2 separate regions of the Gossypium hirsutum genome follow, and region 1 is linked to region 2. A link is a contact called in public Hi-C data. All regions are on one chromosome and are shown on one strand. Each heading gives the region's core, a stretch centred on a gene start, on an enhancer-like site or on the middle of the called end of the contact. The rest is flanking DNA. Distances are from core to core; before and after follow the strand shown.

The links. A called contact is a pair of places that touch in the nucleus more often than the background predicts.
Region 1: a Hi-C map of leaf shows a contact between it and region 2, with 1.8 times the contacts expected there. The contact joins the promoter of LOC107955691 here to the promoter of LOC107952414 in region 2. A contact is called at or near these places in 6 of 34 Hi-C or Micro-C datasets (callus and leaf).

The regions. Positions count from the first base shown.
Region 1 is chrA07:84,098,836-84,105,379 of Gossypium_hirsutum_v2.1, forward strand. LOC107955691 (receptor-like protein kinase FERONIA) reads right to left here and starts at 2,291. Exons shown (of 1, transcript XM_016891492.2): 1 at 1-2,291. The coding sequence starts at 1,974. It also overlaps the pseudogene LOC121203740.
Region 2 is chrA07:83,414,221-83,420,634 of Gossypium_hirsutum_v2.1, forward strand. LOC107952414 reads right to left here and starts at 2,084. Exons shown (of 1, transcript XM_016887670.1): 1 at 1,491-2,084. The coding sequence starts at 2,084. The coding sequence ends at 1,491. LOC107952415 reads right to left here and starts at 5,490. Exons shown (of 2, transcript XM_016887671.2): 1 at 5,088-5,490; 2 at 2,842-3,713. The coding sequence starts at 5,490. The coding sequence ends at 2,842. LOC107952413 (receptor-like protein kinase FERONIA) reads left to right here. Exons shown (of 1, transcript XM_016887669.1): 1 at 1-345. The coding sequence ends at 345.

The DNA of each region.
Region 1 (6,544 bases), core at 1,041-3,540, 680 kb after region 2:
ACAAATCTCTAGCCTTTGTTTCCATGAAAGAGGAGGGTTTTTGGTGTTGTAAAGATGATCACGAAGTGTTCCATTAGCCATGTAATCGTAGACCAGAATCATCTCACCGTCATCGTTGCAATAGCCAATCAATGAGACCAAATGGAGGTGGCGTAGCTGGGAAAGCATCTCGATCTCGGTCCTGAATTCGTGAGCACCTTGTTGAGACTCAGGGTTCAACCGTTTGATTGCAACTTGGGTCTCCCCACCATCGATGAATCCTTTGTAAACGTTGCCGAAACCTCCAACACCAATAATGAAAACATTGTCGAAGTTGTTGGTTGCTCGTTTGATCTCAGACAGTGAAAAGTAACGACAAAGATCAGAAGGCAGAGATGAGCCACCACACTTGGTTGATACTGGAACTCCTTTACCGTAAAACTGACTCCACTGTGAAACTCCCTTACTGGAACTGGTATCTTTGACTCTCATCTTTTGACGGTAAACGAAGAAACAAAGAAGAGAAAGAACAACAAAGCCCGATATTACGCCTCCCACAATGCCGAATACTGCTTTGTTGTTGTTATGCATGGTTGAGGTTGGTGGTGAATTTTCCTTTTGATTTATTGGAACTGGATCTGGACTGGCAAGAACAAAACCGTTGCTCAATTTGAAGATTTCAAGCCCATTCAAGATGGCATCAGAATAATGAGTTCTCCAAGCTGGCGAAGGATGTAAAGCAATAGAGAGATTTTGCTGCTTTTGATTTCCATTCTTTCCTATTGACACCATATAATCCCGATATACTGGAATCCCATTTCCACCACTCCAGGATATAACATCTGCTTCAGTTTCTGCAGTTAAATTAGCTAATAAGATCTCAAACACTCTATCACCTTCTTTGGTTATCTCTATCTGGAACTCACAAAAATGTAACCTTACGAAGTAATTGAACCCAGAATCAACAGGAAACTCCCATGTCAGATAGTAGTTATAATTCTGGGTCTTGTTCGTCCCCATGGTCCTGGCAGTTATATAAACATCCCTTGGAGCAGAGTACAATGGTATACTGCTGAAGGTGAGATTAATACTAGTATTAACAGGAAGAGCACTTGGTTTGGCTATTGTCAAATAGGCGTCATCTTTTAACCAGCCCCGGAATATCCCAGTGTCTTCTCCTGGCGGAATTTCCCTCCCACCAACATCGACTCGATACATCATCTCAAGGGCAGTGTTGTTTCCTAGGGTGTACAAGCTTCCCTGGGCCTGGCCAAGAAAAGGTACGCCGTCATCATCAATCTCTGGTGTATAATATAGATTGATCGGCATGGAAACAACTTCGATGGCATTGATGAAAGCATAAGAATGAGTGATATCAGGACTAGGAGTGAAGGTTAAGTTTAACCTTTGACCTTCAACGTTTGTACAAAATTCTTTGATAAGTGGAACGTTGGGTACAGCATGGAGTGAAGCATTGAAATTCCTGAGAAGGGTAAAAGGACCAACTTGAACAGAGAAGAAAGCTTTCTTAGAAGGGTCGTCAAAGCTTAGATATGAAGTTGGATAGAAGTGCAAGCGGATGAACTTTGGGCCAGAAGTGAGGGGAATAGAATAGGTGAACTGTGAGTAAGAGAGACGAGCTGTGGAGTAGGGGACATTATCAACAAATGAGGGCTGTGGAGGTACAGCTTCAGTCGCTAATGATTTGTTCTTGTTGTTTTGTGGCTCTATGGGGCTAAATTTTCCATTGCTATCTCCAACCCAAGAACGGCCATCGGAAGACAAGGCATTGGTGGAAGGAGAACCGCAGTCAATTGTGATGTTTTCTATGGGGTAGTAAGGGGTAACATTGAAATCTGCTATAACAGGAACCACAAGGTATTGACTGAAGAAGAAGAAGAAGAGACAGGGGAACGAGTTTTGGGGGGAAAAAGTTGTTTTGGTTGGAATCTTCATTGCGAGGGAAAAACAGAGAGGCAGAGAGAGAAGATGCATATGGAGAAAGGGATAAGAGATGAAGAAAGGTAGAAAATGAATAGTGAAGTGGAGATGGAGTGCAGGAAAGAGACAGTTACAGTAGATTTGAATTTTCAAATTCCCATTTTCGTAAATTGATTAGTGAAGTTAGTAGAGTTTAACATTTGTTTCTTATGTGTATTCCATAGAATGTCACTAAAAAACTAAAAACCATTTGTTATTATCATCAATCTCCTCTACTGCATATGGGTAACGGTGGACTTAGTCAAACAAGAATTGACTTTTTGGCAGCACCTTTTTGGTGCTATTTTTCAGCTATCCAAATATTAAGATGCACTGAGATTTTTTTTTTCTTTAGCATTAAATTTCTATTTGTTTCGGAAAAAAAGGGAGGAAAAAAACAGAAATGGAATTGTATTGGTTGAATAATCAAATAGAGGCCACTATTCTCACCAATGACAGAATTTGGAATTTTGGGAGTTTCCATTGAATGTTCTAATAATTTGGGTACGCATTTATGTCTTTACCTAAAATATAGTAAACTATAGTGTTTGTTTCGATTGAGCCCCTACAAAGGAAAGAAAAAAAATTGAAAACTATATATATTCTTTTCATATCATGTTTAGTATAAAATATTAAAAAAATGAAAATATATATTTTTTACTATTTGGTAGTGTTAAGATTTCACCTTGCAAATTTGTCCGTCTTCTTACAATTAAATATTAAAATTTGTCACTATACTTTATTTTAATTGATATTTATAATTATATTTTAATTTTAATTGATATTTATAATTATATTTTAAGAATATAGGTAAATTTATAACTCATGTTTTAAGCGGTTGAACTCTGTTAGTGAATTTTAAATTTTATTAAATTTAGCCATCAACTTTGATTTTTTTTACAATTTAATTTTGATAGTTTAAGAACAAGATTTAACGTAAAAAATATTTTTTAAATATTTTATTTTAATAATTAATAATAAATTAATGGGTTGAGATTCACTCCATTAATATATAATCAAATGATCATCACCATTAAAATGTGTAGGATCATGTGAGACTCGTCTATTAAATGTAGAAATTAAGTTGTGAATGGTGATTTAAAATGAAACAATATAATTACTTTCTTTTTTTATAAATAAATTTATTTATTAATACTTAACATTATATTAATTAATTTATTATTTTAATTATAAAAATAAAATATTAAAAATATTTTTATTAATTTTTTCTTCAAATTATTTAAAATTAAAATTGAATAGCAAAATTTAATCAAAAACCAATCAAGCAAAAGTGAACTTTTGTTTCTCCAATCTCTGACACTGACCGTCAGATTGATTTGGACCTAAGGTATATTCTTCTACTTGTCGATGGATACTGATCCAACATACTGATTATTGAATCATCGCTTGGAGATCGCTGGCAGAACTTTTAAAAAATAAAAACCTTAACAACTCAATGAATTAAATAAAAACTTTTGAATAGTTCAGTGACTAAATTATAATTTTTTTTAGTTAAGTGACCAAAACGAAAATTTGTTCATAATTTAGTAACTAATGATATAGTTAATAAAAAAGAAAAAAAGGGGGGGGGGATTGAAGCTCTGCATGGCGTGGGTGTCTATTATTATTATTTTAGTTAGATTAGGAGTTTTAATGTTTTTAGTGTTTATATTTAAATAAATTAAGATAAATTAATAATTTATTTTTATTTTTCATGTTTGTTTTATAATCTATATTTGGAGTTGGTGGCTACCCCTTTTAATAACAAAATCGTCAAATCTCGTCTAAATCATCATTTGTCAGGACTATTCAAAGTAAGTTCCTTAGCTTGGACAGGGCACTTAGTTCATGTCGCTATTCCTAGATCCCAGGGGGAATATGTTCGATGGAATAATTTCTTAGATGTATTACCGTATTCCCAATGGTTAGGCCCATTTTTTTAGGTCAGTAGAATCTTTATGCTCAAAACCCCGGTTCAACTAGCCATTTATTTGGTACCTCCCAAGGATCAGGAACTGCCATTCTAACACTTCTCGGGGGATTCCATCGACAAACGCAAAGTTTTCGGCTAATTGATATTGCACACCATCATTTAACTATTGCAATTTTTTTCCTAATATCGGGTCATATGTATAGAACTAACATTGGAATTGGTCACAGTATAAAAGATCTTTTAGAAACACATATTCCTCCTAGAGGATGATTGGGGCGGGAGCTTAAGGATCATTATGACACAATCAATAATTTGATTCATTTTCAATTAGGCCTTACTCAACTTCTTTAAGGGTTATTACGTCCTTGGTAGCTCACCACATGTACTCTTTACCTGCTTATGCATTCATAGCACAAGACTTTACTACTCAAGCTGCGTTATATACCCATCACCGATAAATTACATGATTCATCATGAAAGGAGCTTGTGCCCATAGAGCTATATTTTTTATTAGAGATTACGATCCGAAACAAAATGAGGATAATGTATTTACAAGAATGGTAGACCACAAAGAAGCTAACATATCCCATTTAAGTTAGGTCAACCTCTTTCTAGGATTCCAGACTTTGGGACTTTATGTCCATAATGATGTCATGCTTGCTTTTTGGACTCCAGGGAAACAAATCTTGATTGAACCCATATTTATCTAATGGATCCAATCTGTTCATGGTAAAACTTCATACGGCTTTGATGTGCTTTTATCTTTAATGAATGGCCCATCATTCAATGCGGGTCGAAGCATATGGTTGCCTTTAATGAAAATAGTAATTCACTATTCTTAACAATAGGTCCTAGAGACTTCTTGGTTCAACATGCTATTGCTCTAGGTTTACATACAACTACATTGATCTTAGTAAAGAGCGCTTTAGATACACGTAATTCCAAGTTGATGCCGGATGAAAGGGATTTCGGTTATAGTTTTCCTTGCGATGATTTGGGGTAAGGTGGAACTTGTGATATTTCGGCGTGGGACCCATTTTATTTGGCAGTTTTCTAGATGTTAAATACCATTGCATAGCATTGGAAACACATCACAGTATGGTAGGGTAACGTCTCACAGTTTAATTAATCTTCCACTTATTTGATGAGATGGTTAAAAAATTATCTATGGTTAAACTCTTAACAACTTATCAATGGGTATAACCCATTTGGTATGAATAGTTTATCAGTCTGGACGAGAATATTCTTATTTAGACATCTTGTTTGGGCTACCAGATTTATATGCTTAATTTCTTGGCGCGGATATTGGCAAGAATTGATTGAAATTTTAGCATGGGCTCATGAACGCGTACCTTTAGCTACTTTGATTCGATGGAGAGATAAACTAGTGGCTCTTTCTATTGTGCAGGCAAGATTTGTTGGATTAGCCCGCTTTTTTGTAGGTTATATTTTACTTATGCGGCTTTCTTGATTGCCTCCACATTGGGCAAATTTGGTTAATTTTTTATGTTATGTGTTGTATCTGCGATAATATCATCTCTTTCGATGGAGAAGGGGGTATGCCCCCTTCTATTTCTACATCTAGGATTCGACTTGTATCATTGATAATATCAAGATTTATCTAAGATTCAATTAATTTTTAATTGATGAATTATTATTTTTGTATCTTATGCCTATCATTTTCCTTTTTTGGAGGGGAATAAGGGCGATAGGATTTGAATATGTGGCTATTTTTATATATATATACCCATGCGCAAGGATTGATTGTATTACTTTATTTAATTCAGTTATGAAATAGTATTTTATTTTACTTGAGTCGCCATGAAGTTTTTTAAAATTTGTTTTAAAGCAGTTATAAAATTTTAAAATATAGTAAAATAAAATATTAAAAAATATGAACAATTTTATTTTTTTTAAGTCAGAACTTTAAATTTCTAATCAATAGTTTTTAATATATATTTAAAATTTTAAGCATCATTAAAAATTTAAACAAAATTTACAATTAAAATTTTTCTAACATTATATTTATTCTTTTAGTATATTTTTAAAATATGAACATCTACTTGAAATAAACAAAAATTAATCAAAAAGAAAATTAAAATAAAAAATAAGACTAAAGCTAACATCAAAATTAAATTAAAAACTATAATTATAATTACAAAATTTTAAAATATAAAATAAATAAAAATAGAAAAAATGGGTTAAATAAAAAAAATATTTAAATATAAAGAAAAGAAAACCTAAATGTAAAAACTTCAAATGTAAAATGACTCAAAGGTTATTAAACCACAACATGGAATTGGCAACTCCGTGAGAATCCAAAATTGAAATGAGTAGTCCCTTAAACATTTTATTTAAAAGAAAAATCATTCCTCCGATGCTCTAAAAAAATATTTTTTCTTCAAAACACCATTTATATAATCTACCTTTTCAATAAAATGTCTCAACTTATATAGGGGAGAAGCCAGAATTTTCTTTTAAGGGGGTCGAAATGAAATTTTAATTTTTTAATAGTCTATATCTTATAATTTTTAAAGGATTAAATTAAATTTTCATAATTTTAGGGGGGCAAAGTGCAATTTTACCTTTACTAATTTAAAATTTTAAAATTTTCTATAGGGTCATAACAACAATTTTCTATTTTAAGGGGAC
Region 2 (6,414 bases), core at 834-3,333:
GGGCAAATAGCCCCGAGTTGCTTACAGAAATTCCTGGACATCGCATTAAGTTGCGTCCATGTTGGGGAACATAAACGACCTGCTCTTGGGGAAGTGGAGGTGACATTAGAGGTTGCCTTGGAGCTCCAAAAGAAAGCAGACTCCGAAGTGGAGTGGCATGGAGAAGTTATGTATGAAGAAGTACTTTTCCCTGCATCTGCCTTCAACAATTTCGCTGATTATCAGACTGATGTACTCTGGCCCCATGGAAGTTCTTGTGTGGAGGATGCATTTAGCTGCAAATCTGAGGATACATTTTCAGACATTGAAGATAAACAATCTGGATGTTTGGAGGGGTCAAATTAATTAGGCATGTTTAAGCAGATGGGATGTTTCTTAGCTTTCCTGACTGTTGTACGTTGAAGATTTGACGGGTCAGAAAGGAGAAACTTAGTTTGTTAAGCAATAGGATAGAGACAGCTTTTTTATTTTATTTTCTGCCGTGGTTTATTTGTGTTATGGTGTGAAAATAGCTGTACTTAAGAAGGAACAGTTGACTTTAGATTTAATCAAATGAAGAATTAAATAATTTTTCATGTCCTATCACAGTTAAGAATTTGTAAATTTTAACCTTTTATTATTCTGTAAAAGGAGATAATTAGATTTAATTATTTTTAAATCTATTGATATAACTATTATTGTAAATGTAAAAGGATGTATGTTTGAATGTGTTCAAAATTTTAAATGTATTATCTTTTATTGATGAGTTAAGGAGTGGATATATATAGTTTTGAGTTAGATATATTGAGAACTTATACCTAGATTGTTAAAAAAATTTAAATTAAATCATTTTTTATTTATTTATGTATTCGTAGTGGGTTAGTGCATGGGGAAATTAATAATTTTTAGTAATTTGTTTTTATTAAAAATAAATTTTAATTATAAATTTATTTTTGTTAAGTAGTAAATATTTATTTTACTTTTTGAGATAAATCATTTACATCAAATTAATTTTGAATCAAGTGAGAATAATAATTTTAAATTAAAAATTATTTTAAAAGATTGTGAACGAATATACATAAATACGTGATTTTTAAAATAACAAAAATGTTTTTCTTTTTGCAAATCGTGCATTGCTCCTAATTAAATAATTTTTTTTAATAAAAGATCTGATTGGATTCATTTATATGACTAAAATACATGAAAGCAGAGTTTATGCTACAATCCATAAAAATAGAAATAAAGGAAATAAAAAAAACAGAAGTAAAGGTCTATTTAGAATCTGGCCTAAAGAGAGAACTAGTATAAATAGCCCAATTTGTCTGAATTTAACTAGACTAAAATAGGAACTAAGCCTTATCCTGTACCAGTCAAATCAAACAGTTGGAAACCAATAGCTGTCATCTTTTCAAATCAACCGTTCTAACCATTAATTATAGCAGGTTTTCAAAAAATGCATTAACTTCTCATTTGCTACTTTTCACTTCACAACTTTTCATTGCTTCTTTCACTTAGTCTGGAGCTTTTGGCCAAAAACTCTCCACTGCTTGGCGAACTGAATCTGGAATTCCTCCCATCAAGTAAAAGCTTTCTCTTCTCTTAAGGGCCTCCTTTGCTATAACATGAGCGTAGACATTCTCTGCCTTAGGGATAAAATGAAAGTCGATCTCCTGGAATCTATCTTTTTTGCTTTGTATGTCTCTGATAATTGCTCCAATGACAGATTTGTCTGTATCACTTCTTTGGCATTTCTTAATGATAGTTTTCGAATCTCCCACTACTTCTATTTTGTTTAACCCCATAGAAATCCCTAATTTTATTGCCTGTAATCCTGCATATGATTCTGCCGTGAACGAAGTAACTATCTCGGAGTGCATGACTGCCTTCGATTCGAGGATCTCCCCCTCCTCGTTCAGTACAAGCAAACCCGTAGTCGATCTGGACGATAGTCGGTCGAAGGTTGCGTCAAAATAAACTGTGATCTTTCCCCTTCTACATATCTGTTGAGTATTTTCAGCTGGTTGAAGAGTAAATCTTGTCTCCTCTATTGCATCCAGTTCTACCATATAGTTCCGAGTTTGTCTTGCTATTTCGATTCCTGTCATATGTCTTCTTTCATATAATAACTTATTTTTGCTGAACCAGATTAACCAAAGACCATAACAAAAGAGCCAGATCTGCTCATCTGTTCCTTTATCATAGACCCAGGTAAGCCATTGCCATATATTCAGATTATTATGGCTGAAAACCTATGCTAGTCTTAACTGATTCCAAACTTCAATTGTAAATGGACATTGTTGAAAAATATGAGTGGTCCTTATCTCCTTGGCGACATCTAGGACATTGGGCATCCACCACAACCCTCTTGAGCCTAAGGTTGACAAGAGACGGAATGAAGTTCCAAGATATTCTCCAAACTGTAATTTGAATTTTTGAGGGGATGTATAATTTCCACAGTTTTCTGTAGAAATTTTTAATTTCGGTCTGTAAAATAATAGTATTAGGATCCAAGCAAATTTCATGTAATAGTTTGTAGGCACTCCTAACGGAGAACTCCCCTGTCAACTCCCCTTTCCATACTTGAAAATCTTCGTGTGCTGTCTTCGCTAGCGGGATCTTCAGAGTTTTTTCCGCTACATCCATTTGGAAGGTATTCCTTATGACCTTTGTTTTCCAGCTTCTAGTGATGGCTTCGATTAAATTTGAAACTAACTTAATATTATCATTGTTGTCTTGGTTTGATATTCTATCTGATTCATTTCCTGATATCAATAAATCATCCCAAACAGATATTTGATCCCCTCTCTCAACCCTCTAGCATAATCCTTTCTCCAGAAGCCCTCTCGTAGCCCAAACACTTTTCTAGGTAAGCGAAGGTAAATTTCCTAATCGAGCTTTGTAGAAATTCGAATTGGGATAATATTTTGCCTTTAAAACGTAGGCTAATAATGAATTTGGGGATTTGATAAGACGCCACCCTGGTTTTGCTAAAAGCTCAACATTAAACTTCGCAAGATTTCGAAACCCAAGGCCACCATCTTCTTTTAATAAGCATAAATCTTTCCAAGCGCACCAATGAATACCTTTCCTATTGTGCTTCTTTTGCCACCGGTATTTAGCTATTATGCCCTCCAATTCAGCACATAGAGTTTTAGGAAGTTGAAAACAAGCCATCGTATAAGTTGGGATAGATTGGAGTATAGCTTTAATAAAAACTTCCTTTCCTTCTTGGGAGAGATATCTTATACTCCAATTGTCAATTCGTTGTTTAAATCTATCCTTCAAATTTTGAAATGATGACCTCTTTTTCCTTTCCACCATATTAGGGAGCCCTAGATATCTTTTTGGATCCGTTGACCTTCTTACTCTAAGTATGTTCGAAACTGCAACCCTTTCCCTTTCTTGTGTATTTGAACTGAAGAATACAATAGATTTATCATAATTAACACATTGACCTGAGCTCCTCTCATACTCATTCAAAACTTGTTTTAGTAACTGTGCCCCCCTTTCAGTAGCTTCGGCAAATAAGATACAGTCATCTGTAAAGAGTAAATGAGAGATGGTTGGCCCACTTTGACTAACTTTAACTCCTTTTATAATGTTTCTTGTTCTCGCCAGCTGCATTAGACTCGAAAGCCCTTCCCCACAAAGTAAAAACAAAAACATACTTAAAGGGTCCCCTTGTCTAAGACCTCTAGATGGAAGAAAATTTTCTCCTACATTTTCGTTGAAAACTACAGAATATGATACTATAGACACACAATTCATTAACGAACTAACCCATCTTGGGTCAAATCCCATTTTCGTCATTACTCATTCACAAAGCTCCATTCAACCTTATCATATGCCTTACTCATATCCAGTTTCACAGCCATAAACCTTTTTTTTCCTGGCCTTTTGTGCTTTAAAGTGTGCAGAACTTCATAAGCTATTTTTTCCTGGCCTTTTGTGCTTTAAAGTGTGCAGAACTTCATAAGCTAGTAATACGTTATCGAAAATCAGTCTTCCTAGAACAAAAGCACTTTGTGCTGAATCAATGCATTTATGAATCACTGTCCGAAGTCGATTAGCAATGACCTTAGCTATCAATTTATAAATCACATTGCATAAGCTAATTGGCCTAAATTGAGTAATACTGAAAGGGTTTAAAATTTTTGGGCTTAGCACAATATTTGTTTTGTTGATTGAATGTAATTCCATACTTTCATTTAATCTTTGAAGGCAAAAAGTGGATACATCCTCCCCAATGATCGGCCAACATTTTTTTATAGAATAAGGCTGGAAAACTATCCTCTCCAGGTGCTTTTGTAGGACCTATTTCTAGTAGAGCTTCTCTTATTTCCTCCTTGGTGTATCTTGTCTTTAATTTCTCATTATCTTCATAAAAAATGCATCTGTTAATTCCGGACAAGATTTTAGAGAAGTTATCTTGTCTTCCTACTGAAAATAATTTTAGAAAATACGATCTAGCAATTTCCTCCATCTCTTTAACCTCCTCTGTCTCTCTACCGTCTTCAAACTGCATCTTGTGAATAAAATTACACTTTTTTCTTTGGGTCGCCTGCTTATGAAAAAAAGCTGTATTTTTGTCTCCAAGTTTCAACCAATTTATTTAGGCCCTCTGCTCCTAATAGCATTCATCCTTTTCAATCTCAAAATTCAAATTAATCTTTGTATCAATAAGCTCTGCCAAATTTTCATCACTTCTATCGGATTCAAGTAACATTGCTAACTTTGATGTTAGGACCTCTGTTTTTATTTTTTTACACCGTCGAATCTGGTTTGCCCAACTCGTTAAATCTCTTTTGATATCATCCATCTTGCTCAAAATATCACCTCCGGCATTTTCCTAAATATGTCTAACTTCCTCAAAAAATGTTTCCTCCAAAACCCACCAGGCCTCAAACTTAAAGTTTTTTTGAATCAGCCTTCCAACTTTGTGCTTGTACTAATAAGAAGTGGACGATGGTCCGAGAATGAATAGGGGAGATGTTTAATTTGAGAATTTGGGAATAAAAAAATCTATTCTTCCGTAGCTACACCCCTATCCAACCTCTCTTGAATGTTCGTTTCTGGGAGGTTCCCTCTTTCCTAAGTAAACCAATTACCTAAATAACCCACATCCACCAAGCTACAATCTTCTAACGTCTTTCGAAAAGCTTCCATTCTTCTCTCATCTCTAGGGAGACCTCTTTTCTTCTCAAAGCCATATAAGATCTCATTAAAGTCCTTACAAACCAGCCATGGATACTCTTCGTTATTACTTAATCGTCTTAACAAATTCCATGAATCATCTCTATCATGTGTGTAAGGAGAACCATAGAAACCTGTAAATCTCCACTTCTTCTGATCACCTACATCCTCAATAATCACATCAATATGTCGATTAGAGAAACTTTGGAGCATTATATTAGCATCCCCTTGCCATGCTAAACTTAGTCCCCCTCTAGAACCAACCGAATCAACATCAATACCAAAATGAAACCTGCAACTCGGCTGAACTTTTTCCATCTGATACTTATTAATTTTTGTCTCCATAAAGAAGATCACTTAGGGATAATGTAACTTCAGCGTATCCCGAAGTCTTCGAACTATCCGTGGATTCCCCAAACCACGGACGTTCCAACTTAAGATTTTCATTACGATCAGTCGGCTTGCCTCTTGGCAGCTGCCGATAATAAATGAGTAACTTCAGGCATTCTCCTATTTCTTCTTCCCATGGTACTGCTTTCTTCAATGTCCCCTCTAGGCCTCTTTTTCCCCTCCTCGCCTATAATCACCTCATTCTCCAGATCATAATCCATTGCTGTTTTAATTTGACCACCCAATGTTTCGTCATTCTCTAGGCTTGAGTGAACCTTTTTTCCTTCCAGATTGAATCCTAAGATAGGGTCAATGTTTGTATCACAGCCAAAACTTCTAACATCTCCTTATCTACTGTTTCCTCTGGGATCTGCATTAAGACTGCTCACAACTCCTCCTTCCTCCCTTAACCAAACACTACTCATTGTTTGGGCTCTTTTTGTCTGTGCACGTAAAGTCAGATCCCAACCCATGTTAGCAATTTCTGCCCCTAGCTCCATCTTGGTTGCACAAAAAGAATCACTATGACCTAGACGGCCACAATAGAAACAAAAAAGGGCCAGTCTTTCATACTTGAATCTGACATAAAAACACTTGCCACTAAACATGATTTGTTTTTTCCTTTTTAGAGGGCGACGAATATCAATTTGAACCCGTATCTACATAAAATTTCTATTCTTTTTCTCGAAACTTGAGCCATCGTACTCCAGAAGATTTCTTATAAAATTTCCCAACTGTGTAACCAAATTTTCAGAATAGTAACCCACGGGAATGTCATGAACTTGTACCCAGAAGGGAGTTAAGGTTAAAGGGACTTTTAATGGATCCTCTTCCCTTTGCAACTTATGCAAA